Regions from separate parts of the Mus musculus genome. Here all the other regions are linked to region 3. The links are chromatin contacts, called in public Hi-C and HiChIP or PLAC-seq maps. All regions are on one chromosome and are shown on one strand. The core of a region is the stretch at or near the end of the contact, and the rest is flanking DNA. Distances in the headings are between cores, read along the strand shown.

Region 1 (4,006 bases), core at 733-3,232, 1.1 Mb after region 3:
AGCCCAAACCGTAAGGTGCTGTTTCTAATTATGAAGCTTGGGGGGGGGGGGGGAAGGTGTATTATTAAGTTCATTACCATCTTAAAGACATATTCAACTTCTAACTGAAACTGGTGCCATTGGAAGCACTTCCACTGGGTCCATATACTAGCGATAAAGTGCTTGGCACTGAAGTGAAGCAAAGTTATAGACATAACTTAAATGCTTCAAACAAATATTAAGTCCTCCAAGAGTTTGTCTTTAGTGACTTCTTACAAGTAATAGCTAAGGATATATCTAATACTCCAAACAATACTTTCTTTTTGAGATAGGATTACCTGCTAAGAGAAGGATAAATGTACCTGTGGGAAGCCGCCCCCACATTCGCCGTTACAAGATGGCGCTGACAGCTGTGTTCTAAGTGGTAAACAAATAATCTGCGCATGTGCCAAAGGTAGTTCTCCACCCCATGTACTCTGCCTTCCCCGTGACTACAACTCGGCCATGGGCTGCAGCCAATCAGGGAGTGATACGTCCTAGGAAGGATAACTCCCCTTAAGAGGGACGGGGTTTCGCTTTCGCTTTGGGCTTGGGGCTTGGGGCTTGCTCTCTTGCTCCTAAAGATGTAAACAATAGAGCTCTTGCTCTGCGCTCTGGCGCTCTGGCGCTCTGGCTCCTAAAGATGTAAGCAGGGGGCTTGGGGCTTGCATTCTTACTCCTGAAGATGTAAGCAATAAAGTTTTGCCGCAGAAGATTCTGGTTTGTTGTGTTCTTCCTGGCCGGTCGTGAGAACGCGTGTAAGATGTACCCAGAGACATCCACTTTAACAACTGCTTTTCTTCAAATCACACAAGAACAAGGGATACTGTAGAAAACCCAAACCAGAAAGCATAATTATAGATAATGAAGTTATTGGTTATATAATACAGACTACTGTACTGAATGCAGTACTTAACAGGCATGGACATGACAGATATATTTTAATTCTAGAAACAAACTCCACAACACAGATCCTATACTGAGTTTCTCTTAACAATGGAAGGTTTAAAATTAAGATGCAAGCAAGGGGACCACAGAGATGACTAGGAATTTTGTGAAATAATTACAAGATTGTAATGACTGAGATAAGGAGACTCAGAAGAAGAAACACTGCATATTTTCTCCCATCTGTGACCTGTGACTGCAGTGTTTAAATGCAGAGGGATAGTATAGATATAGATATAGTATAGATATAGTATAGTATAGTATAGATATAGTATAGTATAGATATAGTATAGATAGGGGAGAACAAGGGGATCACAAGATGGGAGACAGTGGGACAGAAGACAGATGATCAAAGTACATTATATAAATTAATAAAAATATTTTGTACAGTTAATATACACTAATTTAAAAAATACAAGGACTCTGAAGAATGAGTGTGGAGTGTGAACTTAGTGGTTCTGATGTCACTTTTAATGCTAAGCAAATTATAAATGATTAAAGTATAAGGAAATAAAGTAACCCTACATGGTTAGGGTAAGTATGGGCAACTAAAGCCCATGTGCTCACAGCTCCCATGAGGGAGCAGAGAGAAAACTTCCAGGTGCTGAGGTCAAGCTGAGGACTCGGGGCGTGGGTGTGGGTGTGGGGCGGCACACCTGCAGCTAAGAGCTCAGAGAGCAGAGCTAGCAGGCTCAGAGCTCGGAGAGCAGAGCTAGCAGGCTCAGAGCTCGGAGAGCAGAGCTAGCAGAAAGCAGAGCTAGCAGAGAGCAGAGCTAGCAGAGAGCAGAGCTAGCAGAGAGCAGAGCTCCCAGCCAGTTCAGCAAAGTCTGAAGCCAACTTGGGCTACCTGAAAACCCTCCCAAAGTAAACAAACGAAACAAGAGCAAAAAAATCATTCGATGGCTTGTTAATTACAAACCTTGCCAATTGTGACAGTCTGAGTTCAATTACACGGGGCTCACACGGATTTTCCCCAAGCCGTACTCTTGGGGAAAAATCCACTTGGTGACATCCACCCACACAAGGGCAGGGAAAAGACACACTAGCAATAAGGAAAGAACTGATGTCTGGGGAAAGATGGCACCTGCGGTGAAGTGCTTACCTCAGAAGCACGAGAGCCTGAATGACCCCCAGCCTCCAAGTGGAAAATCCAGGCATGCAGTCAGGGAGACGGCTCAGCGAGTGAAGGCAGGAATCTACTTGATGAAAGGAGTTTTCTGACCTCTACACATATGCCAAATGTGTGTATACCCCCACCCCCACAGAAAAATTAAATAAATAGATGAACTTTTTCAGTTGAACAGAAAAATCAGACATGGTTACACATGCTTGAAATCTTAATGTTGAGGAGGCAGAGACAGGCAGAGCCCCAGACCCTGATCACTGCTCTACTCTTAAGTAGAAAGTTCCAGCAAACAAGAGACCTAATCTCAAAGAAGGCAGAAAGCATTCCTGAAGATGACACCCAAGAAGTCCTCTTGCCACACATGTGTACATTCGCACATGCATGCACCCACGCATGCACGCGCACACACACACATACATACATGCACCCACACACGCACATAAGGGCTAGACTTAGCCCAGTAACAAAGCTACTGTATTCATCGAAATTCTTGTTCCGCCCCTAGCTGGAATAGGATTGGGATTGAAGAATTAAAAGAATAAGGGTATAAGGAATAATAAAATTGTTATCTTCACTTAATATTTGTATTTATAGAACTATTTAAAATCATATCAGGATTTCAATTATAAGGTACATTTTAACACACTCTGAAGGAGCTGAGATTTCTACATCTTGTTCCAAAGGCAAACACTTCCTCCAATAAGGCCACACCTACTCCAACAAGGTCACACCTCCTAATAGTGCCACTCCCTGAGCCAAGGATATTCAAACCACCACAACATACTTTTTAAAAAATTCTTTTTTTCGGGGTCTAGACAGAATTTCAGTGGTTAAGAGCACTTGTTGCTCTTCTAGAGGACTCCAATTCAATTCCCACCAACACATTGTGGCTCACAGCATTTATAACTCTAATTCTAAGGGATCCAGTGCCCCCTTCTGGCCTTCTAGGGAACCGGGCAGTCACAGACATACAAGTAGTACAGCTGGTGCACAGAGGAGCAGACAACACATCCATACACATTAAATACGTTAAAACAAACAAACAACCTTGTGGGTGTGTGCATATTCACATGTAGGAACACAGACACAAAAGGATCATGGCACACACGTGGAATTCAGAAGACAACCTTGAATGTTGGCCCTGACTTTCTGCCTTGTGTGAGATGTCTCTCAATGCTCACCACTGTGTACAGTAGGCTAGATGATCGGCAAGCTTCCCATCTGTCTAGGAGAACGAGGAATAGAACCCCTGTGTCTCCCTTTTCTATAGGTTCTAAGGATCAAACTTAGTGCGCAAATTGCTCTTATCCACGGAGCCTTCCTTTTAGCCCTTCAGTGCTACCTCTTCTGTCACCATTCACACATCTATATGCAAAACAGATGTGTTCTGTGAAGCTCTACTGCTTTGCCAATAACAGAAGACTTATATCGATATTCCCTGAACACAAGAATCCAACAAGAACGATAAGTTCTTGTTTGGACTGCTAGAAAGGACGGGGGTGGACTGACTTAGACTTGATGACAAGACTCTCTTTTACACACCGCAAGAATTGAACATGAGTTGTCACACAGAGAATTGAGGAATGCTATGTGCACCACTTACTATACTATTCTGTCAAGTCTCTGAGTGTTCGCAATGACAGAAGAAAAGCATGCCTTGTAGGAACATCTCCCTGGAGATGCACTTTAGAGAGGAAACAAGAAAAGCAGACATACTTCTATGCTGAGACTGATGGAAGGAGTGAGTCCTGCTTCGCTCTGGAGAATAGCTTCTGCTGCTGACACTGGAGCCGGATCTGCTGTGTGGGGAGTCCTTCCGGCCGACAGGGGATTCTCTGAAGAAGGGAGCGTCCCTTTTATGGGGAGACCGATCTCTCGAATAATGTGAAGAGTAGAAACTCTTTCTTCTGAAGCCGT
Region 2 (3,819 bases), core at 219-2,718, 1.2 Mb after region 3:
TCTCCTATGCTCAAGCTACATCCAGTGTGGTTCACAGTCTCCTTCTGCTGCTTGTAGATCAAGGTGTAGAAGTCTCAGCTCCTTCTCCAGCACCATATATCTGCCTGTGTGTCACCATACTTCCCGCCATGATGATAATGGACTAAACCTCTGGAACTGTAAGCCAGACCCAGTTAAACGTCTTCCTTTAGGAGAGTTGCCATCGTCATGGTGTCTCTTCACTGCAGTAGAAACCCTAAGACGTGTGTGTGTGTGTGTGTGTGTGTGTGTGTGTGTGTGTGTTCAGCAATACGTAGACATAGAGAGAGCATAATTCTGCATTTAAATTATTTATGGGACCACCACAGTCAACAGTCAAGAGTCCTCATACGGACACAAGATAATGGATATGATCAGATGTTAACTCTGTACGTGGGACCTGAGCTCTGGGACTCAAGGCAACTCCAAGGAAACCATTTATATCTGGAAAGAAAACTTCTTTGACTCCAGCGATGGGGACTGAAGCAGTCATTTATGTCACTGGGTCTTACAGGTCTGTCTACTGTGTGTGTCCAATATGTCACCTGGTCTTACGGGTCTGTCTACTGCATGTGTCCGATGAATGGGGAGCAGCCTGAGCAGACGAATTTCCCCGAGGGCGAATTTCTCTTCAGAATAAGACACTTGGGGGAGGAGGTTGCTGCTAATGCGGACTTGAATTAACTCTTAAAGTGTTAATAGTTTTAATAGTTTATCCCTGTGTGATTCTTCTTCCGGAAGCATACAGTCAGACTCTAGGACGGACCTTACTTTCTGAGTGCCTCTCTTACTGTTAACTCTCATGCTTAAAGCTGATAGAAAATACTTTTTAGTAACTGGGGAATGGAGGTACACATTTGAGAGTTAATCTCTGTGAGTTAAATCCCAGACTGGTCTACACTGTGCGTTCCAGGTCAACCAGGACTACACAGTGAGAGCTCAGTATATTATTGGATTTTAAAAACAAGCAAACAACAAGAACAACAAAAACACCCAAGCAAACAAACAAAACAAAAACAACACTCTCGATGGGCATGGTGGCGCACGCCTTTAATCCCAGCACTCTAGAGGCAGAGGCAGGCAGATTTCTGAGTACGAGGCCAGCCTGGTCTACAAAGTGAGCTCCAGGACAGCTAGGGATATACAGAGAAACCCTGTCTTGAAAAACCAAAAGCCAAAAACCAAAAACCAAAAACCAAAACCAAAACCAAAACCAAAACAAAACACACTCTCAACTCTGCTCCATACTGGCTGGTCCTGGAATTCTTTTCTGCATCAAAGCCACGGTCCAGTGTTATCTGAGTTGGGGTCCCCATGAGATAAGAGAACCCAGACTAGGGCTGGGGAGATGGCTCAGAAGTTAAGAGCATTGTCTGCTCTTCCAGAGGTGCTGAGTTCAATTCCTTGCAATCACATGGCCGCTCACACAGCCATCTATAATGAGATCTGGCGCCCTCTTCTGGCCTACATGTGTACATGCAGGAAGAATGCTGTATACATGAGAGAGAGAGAGAGAGAGAGAGAGAGAGAGAGAGAGAGAGAGAGAGAGAGAGAGAGAGAGAGAGAGAGCTGACAGCTGACATCTTTTGGGGCTCATCCCTTAGAAGCATTGTTGCCTCAGGAGTCTCTCACAGACAAGACTATATATACTTTTGAACCATTAAGTAATTTAAAAGTTCCCTTTAACCAACAACAATAAAAAAGGCATTTTCTTTTCTTTCTTTCTTTCTGTTTGTTTGTTTGTTTGTTTGTTTTTGGTGCTGGGATTAAAGGTGTGTGCCACCACTGCCCGGCTCTAGGATCTCATTTTTTAAAATTCCGAAGTTAAAATGATGAAGGATGCCATCATACAAAACCAGATGGCCACTGATATACTAACAGCATAAGGAGGATCCTGTGCCATTGGGTTTTGTTTTTTTTTTTATCTTTATTTATTTATTTTATGTATATGAGCACATTGTAGCTGTCTTCAGACACACCAGAAGAGGGCATCAGATCCCATTATCAGCGGATAAGAGCACTGGCTGCTCTTCCAGAGGTCCTGAGTTCAATTCCCAGCAACCACATGGTGGCTCACAATCAACTGTAATGGGATCTGACGCCCTCTTCTGGTGTGTCTGAAATCAGCTACAGTGTACTTATGTACAATAATAAATCTCTGGGCTGGAGCAAGCAGGAACTGAGCAAGCGAAGTTGACCAGAGTGAGTGTATCGAGCAGAGGTCCTAAAAAAATTCAATTCCTAAGGCCAGCCTGGTCTGCAGAGTGAGTTCCAAGACAGTCAGGGCTACACAGAGAAACCCTGTCTCGAAAAACAAAAACAAAAACAAAACAAAAATTCAATTCCCAACGACCACATGAAGGCTCACAGCCATCTGTACAGCTACAGTGTACTCACATAAATAAATAAATAAATAAATAAATAAATAAATAAATCTTTTAAAATATTTGCGTGCAAATATGTATATTATGTGGATGAGAGTGCATGCGACATGCCACAGGGCGCAAATTGAAGTCAAAGGGTCAGTTCTCCTTGTTGTTCCAGGAAAGTTTATGAGCCCCTCCCCCCTAAAGACCACCAAGGAGCCAATTACGATGCAATCGCACTAGGGTCTCTTTATTCAAGCTCGAGCTTGGGCCACACCACCGTCCCTGATGCAGGAGAATGGGAGGAGGCCCTCAGTTTCAGGTAAGCATTTACAGAGGCAAGAAGAGGGTATCTAGACTGGCACACATCTGATTGGGGAAACATTACGGCCTTAAGCATAATTGGCTGGTGCTGGGAACCAGACCATAAACGTAACTTCTGTTCTCCTCCTGATTGGTGGTTGTTAGGAAGTGAAGTGACAGGGGCGGGCTTGTAACTTGGAGGTGCAGATTTGTTGGGGAATAACCTGGAAACTGGTGCTAGGTGCCAGTTTGTTAGTTAACTCAAGTTCAACCTTAGGTCTAGGATGGAGTCTGGACCTAAAAGGTTTGGTCTCCCATTCTCCCCTTTCACTGGTAACTAGAAAGCCCAACCATGGGGATCCCTGGAGCTGGAAGGCTTCGTTGTCTAGGTTTTGGAGAAACTGTTGGTGACTCTTTATAACCGTAAGCTGAATAGTCTCAAGTCTCTCTCGTGTTTAGTAAGGCCCTTTCGAACCTTGGCCATTTATCTTTTGGGTATCTCTGAGTGGCTTTGAGGGCTGTACTATTACTGTATGTATGTAGGCCCCTTCTGTTTTGCACTGTCTCTGCCATGGAGCCTAGAGACTTTGGGAGGTGGGAAACCATATCTCATAATATAACCAGTATTACTCAGTTAATTTCAGCCTGGCAAAACAATATCCCTCATAGAATCAGCCCAGTGCCTTTGAAGGCAGGCAACAACCAACCCACAAGGATTTCTATTGGGATGTGCGCACATATTCATGACAGCAAATTCTGATATTAATTAGCACTTTATTGGTTTATGTACTTACATTATCGTAGATTACATTTGCTATTTTCTTGAGCATCACAGGAAACTCTTGCTCTTGTATTATACAGTCTGTGCTCATTTGCGTTTAGAATTTCCATATTGTATTCTCTTCATTCCTTCTTCTACTTGAGAACTTGTTATTGTGTGTGTGTGTGGTGTGTGTGTGTGTGTGTGTGTGTGTGTGTATGTGTGTGTTGCGCACATTCGAGCACACTTTCTGGAGTTGGTTCTCTCCTTTCACAGTGTGGGTTCCTGAATATAACTTATCAGACTATAAGTGCCTATATGAGCTGAGCCATTTCATAAAACCCTATTTCCTGAGAATGTCTATCTAGAATA
Region 3 (4,292 bases), core at 1,732-4,231:
GTGACCATTTCCCATGTTTATACCTCTCTCGGCACTTTCTCTGTCCCTTAGCCTCAGCAGACAATAATCTTTCCTTCCAACTGTTAATCAAGAGGACTAGACTCGTATTACTCTTTCAATGGTTTCTTTCTATACATTTTCATTTTCTAAAATACAATTAATCTTGGGTACGTGAGTCATATACCCAAATGGCACAGCATATAAAAGCTATAAGGCAGGAAAAAGAATGTTTGCATGCAGGCTTCTATGCTAGGACTCATGTCTCTCTGGCCTTCATTGACTGTCACACCTAAATAGGCTGACTTTCCCCAACCTAATAACCATTCACCACTATACAATGTATTTGTAGTCATGTGATTAGTTGCTTGTTTACCACCCTTCTCTGCCATTAGACTTTAAGCTCCGCAAGTTAAGGACCAAACTCATTTTATTCATTAATGTGACTTATACATTGTAGATACTGGTGTTGTATGGTATGGTTTGGATGTGAAACATCTCCCTAAAGCTCTTCTTTGGAAGGCTTTGTCACTATTATAGTAGTGTTGGGGGCGGAGACGGGGGAGAAGACGTCATGTTTGGATCATGAAGGCTTTCCTGTTATCTACCAATGTATTCATCCATGGATGGAGTCTTAACTTCATGGGGTATTGGGAATCAGTGGTAACTTTAGGAGGTGAGACCCACCTAGATGGAAAGGCTGATTAGGGGTATGCCTTGAAGGATGTGACCCTGTTCTCCCTCTCATCCCTTCTTCCTTCCCTCTTTCTCTCTACCCCTCTCTCCATAGCATGAGGTGAGCAGATTGGTCCCACTGTGTGCTCCCTGCCTCCTAATGCTCCCCTCAAGGCTGTACAGTTATCACCTCCTGACTTATGCTCTGGATCTCTTCTATCTGCTATGCTTTATTGTGGCTCCTGGGATAGATCATCCTTTGAGGCACCCTAAGGTCCCTTCTACATCGCTCATTTTGTCACCTTGAAGCAGTTGAATCAGTGAAACCCTAAGCACTGGAGAGCAGCCTAGATGACTTCGGGGGAAGACCATTGGGCCATCCATCAGCTTGGATGACCTCTGACCTCTGGGGGAGACCAATGGATCATCAGCTGGATGACCTCTGACCTCTTGGGGAGACCAATGGGCCATCCAGCCCAACCCTCTTTACCTTTCTAGACCTTGTTTCCAGGACTCAGAACTAAAGCAGCTGGGCTGACGCCATCTCTGTGTCCGTTAACCTCTCTGTCCCATCAGAGCTCAGAAAAACTTACACGTCAAAGCCGCTTAACACCTTTCGGGACCAGCTCAATTCCTTGGCTGCTACAGTGCTCTGAAAGACTAGACCTGACTGCTAGGGGTGACCTTTGTGCCCTCTCCTCTGTGAACAATGCTTGTGGATTGAGATGGGGCCCAAAGACACAGGGAACAGACCAAAAAAAAAAAAATGCAAAGTAAAACAAACAACAACAATAACAACAAAGTACAAAAAACAAAACAAAAAAAAAAAACAAAAAAACCCCACAAAAACAAAAAGCCCAGCAAGCTTCCTCCTATATAAGAATTTTTGGTTTCTTCCCACTCTGGCCCCTCCCCCTGGTCACTTCTTCCTTATACTTTTACGCAGTCTGAACTTCCCCCATACCCAAACAACCATGTTCTACACTAGCTGTCCCAATGCCTCTCACCCTACAGCAGCCCCGTTTGTTCCTGATGCATCTGCCAAAAGACCTTTGAGATGCCGAGAGATGTCCACAATTTCTAAACACTGACATACTTCAGTGGCCACTAAAACGCTTTGGGTATACTAAAATGTATAATGTCATCCATTCACCAAGACATGTCCTATCTGTGACAGATATTAATCCAGGTGCCTGAAAAATAAAACGTTAGGAAGAATAGGGAGAAAAGGGAGGCAAGAACACAGGGGAGTTTTATTCTAATGATGGAAGAAGGTAGCAAGCTGAGAATGCATTTGGCAGTCTGTTAAACGCTGCCTGCGGTGGTTTGAACAGGAGGGGATTCCATCGTCCCTCATTTGAGTACTTGGTTCCCAGTTGGTGACTTGTCTCAGTTAGGGTTTCCATTGCTGTGAAGAGACACCATGACCAAGGCAATTCTTATAAAGGACAGCATTCAATTGGGGCTGGCTTACAGGCTCAGCGGTTCAGTCCGTTGTTGTCTGCAGTGCAGTCAACAGAAGTCTGTGCTACTGTAGAGTGCGAATTCATCTCCTAAGTTGTTTTGTTTGTTTGTTTTTTGTTTGTTTCTGTTTGAACAGGGAACACAACAAAGACAAGACTGGGAGGCCCAAGTTTGGCCGGAGTGATCAGATCAGTCTTGAAACATGTAGGAAGCAAAAATGTTTAGCATGAAAATAGGAGAATTAAAAAAAAAAACCCTGAGCTCTTTGGCATACATCTTGAAGAATTACTCCCAGAAACGGAAAAATCGATTTTTTTTTTTTTTTAAATTTCCTGCTTTGGGGCCACTGTGTCCATTCCGAAAGCTAATGGTGCTTTCTTGCTCTCTTGGGAATGCTTTTCCTGCCCCTCTCTTGCTTCCAATCTGTCTTGCGCTTACCTCTCCCTCTACCTGTTGGACTGTCTGACTACAGCTAGCTTCCTATGCTCCCCATAGCGAGCAAGCGAGACACTCCGGCGGCAGAGCAGCGCACAGAGGCTGCGGGGCTCCCCAAGCCTCCTCTGCCCGAGTGCGCCCATTTCCTGGTTCTGGAGCGAAGCGACTGATCACCAACCCGGCCCGGGACAGAGGACAGCGGAGAGATCGTGGCTTGAGATCAGCCTTCCTCATACAACCTACTTCCTCTCGGACGTCCCTCGCTTCCTGGACAAGGCGATCGGCGTCCCGCCACGGTCCGGCGAGGACTCGGGGGTGGAGGACGCAGGACCACCAGGCGACTTCAGACTGCCTGCGATCGGGATGCTGCGGGTCACCGGGGCATCATATCCCCCTGTGGGACAGGGAGGGCAGGTCAGCTAAGGGTGAGAGTATAGGGGCGGAGCCAATCCGGAAGGCCACGCCTTTCCCTCCCCGAGCTCCACCCAGGGAAGAGCTACACCAACCGGAGCCTGTCCCTTTAAATGTCCCTGTAAGAGGCTAGGCGGCGGAAAGGCTTCTGGGCATGCGCACTGTGTCACTCGGCGGACCACTTTCTCACGGAAGCGAGGTAGAGCTCACAGAGTCTATTAGGATGCCGGGTCACCGGTGGATCCAAGACTGCTGGACCGGGGAGGGAGGCGTGGTGGCGGCGCCCAGGGAGCGGGGTGGGGTTGGGGTGGGAGTCCCTCTGCAGCCTCGGCTCGCCCCGCGGAGCGGAGGAGGAGCTCTTGCCACCCTCGCCCCCACGTGCCCTGTCTGCCCGCCTCTTGACTAGCTGCTTGACTGCCATGCCTTCGTGCTGCACTGTCCCCACGTGTAGCCTGGAAAGCCGTCCTATGGTCTTTCTTTTCCAACAATCCCTAGGGTTCCGAGGACCCCTGTGGACTTGGTCAGAGCTGACTGCTGATTTCCATCTGCCATTAGAAACAACTCCACGGGGGCAGATGCCAACCTTTGACAGGGTGTTCACTATCTTTCCTTGTCAGCATTACTTCAGCTGTATTCTCCCTATCCCCTCTGCTCTGTGTCAGGGCTTCCCCCTTCCCCCCCCCCCCCCCAGTGCCCGTCTTGATTGTACTTGCACGTGGTATTTCTACCCCGCTTCTGTCTCTTGAACTATTTCCAAAGTCAAGTAGCAGTTTATTATATACCATTCCTGATTATCATAGACAAAAGTTAACACTTCTTTCTTTCTTGTCACCATTAACGCTCTTACTGTGTTCTACTTGTATCTGTTCAACTAGTATCTACTGCAGACCTACTATGTCCTTGGTGCTGTTCTGAATATGGGCTAGTCAGAATTCTGGCTCATGTGGAACTGACACTTTAAGTTGAAGAAGATGGACAGTAAATAATGAACACATTAGCTAGTCATGCTATACAGGAAATTAAATCAGTTTTTTTCTTTGTGTGTGTGTGAAAGAAAAGAAAACAGGTTCCTAAAGCTTATAGATGAATCCTATAGATTAGATTATTGGTGGGTGAAAATGTCTGAGGATGTAGATGATCAATTACTTGTAAAGTCTGGGAAATACAAGAGCTAGGCAGTGAAGCTGCTCTCTCAGGGCTCCGTGTGTCGTGGAGAGAGTAGATTGTGTGAGGACTGTGATTCATTCCCTATAGAATTGGCCTTGGGCCGCTGCTCCAAGAAAACACCATGAGACTTTCTTTTCTTCTAT

Evidence for each region. Hi-C and Micro-C count contacts between places; a contact is called where the count stands out from the background. HiChIP or PLAC-seq counts read pairs in DNA pulled down with a chosen protein or histone mark.
Region 1: an H3K27ac HiChIP or PLAC-seq map of double positive thymocytes shows a contact between it and region 3, with 5 times the contacts expected there. The contact joins the enhancer-like site here to the promoter of Irak4 in region 3. A contact is called at or near these places in 14 of 39 promoter capture datasets (the 3T3-L1 cell line, 3T3-L1-derived adipocytes, the C10 cell line and 8 more), 1 of 15 datasets of contacts at CTCF or cohesin (large pre-B cells), 1 of 484 Hi-C or Micro-C datasets (bone marrow-derived macrophages) and 11 of 115 datasets of contacts at active chromatin or transcription factors (the 230-238 cell line, the NIH/3T3 cell line, bone marrow-derived macrophages and 8 more).
Region 2: a Hi-C map of the Ba/F3 cell line shows a contact between it and region 3, with 4 times the contacts expected there. The contact joins the enhancer-like site here to the promoter of Irak4 in region 3. A contact is called at or near these places in 13 of 39 promoter capture datasets (the 3T3-L1 cell line, 3T3-L1-derived adipocytes, the C10 cell line and 7 more), 1 of 15 datasets of contacts at CTCF or cohesin (large pre-B cells), 1 of 484 Hi-C or Micro-C datasets (the Ba/F3 cell line), 4 of 115 datasets of contacts at active chromatin or transcription factors (astrocytes, large pre-B cells, pro-B cells and 1 more) and 1 of 9 other capture datasets (embryonic stem cells).

What each region holds. Positions count from the first base shown.
Region 1 is chr15:93,441,512-93,445,517 of GRCm38.p6, reverse strand. Pphln1 (periphilin 1) reads right to left here. Exons shown (of 9, transcript NM_175363.4): 4 at 3,806-4,006. Among named protein-coding and RNA genes, the nearest start is that of Pphln1, 45 kb to the right of the region's middle. Within about 2 kb of position 1,982, at least 12 of the 459 cell types and tissues checked have an H3K27ac peak or open chromatin away from gene starts, as enhancers often do. A contact at or near this core is called in double positive thymocytes, where this site is marked.
Region 2 is chr15:93,377,055-93,380,873 of GRCm38.p6, reverse strand. No RefSeq gene overlaps it. Among named protein-coding and RNA genes, the nearest start is that of Zcrb1, 19 kb to the left of the region's middle. Within about 2 kb of position 1,468, at least 8 of the 459 cell types and tissues checked have an H3K27ac peak or open chromatin away from gene starts, as enhancers often do. A contact at or near this core is called in the Ba/F3 cell line, where this site is marked.
Region 3 is chr15:94,542,349-94,546,640 of GRCm38.p6, reverse strand. Irak4 (interleukin-1 receptor-associated kinase 4) reads right to left here and starts at 2,981. Exons shown (of 12, transcript NM_029926.5): 1 at 2,815-2,981. Pus7l (pseudouridylate synthase 7-like) reads left to right here and starts at 3,134. Exons shown (of 9, transcript NM_172437.3): 1 at 3,134-3,181.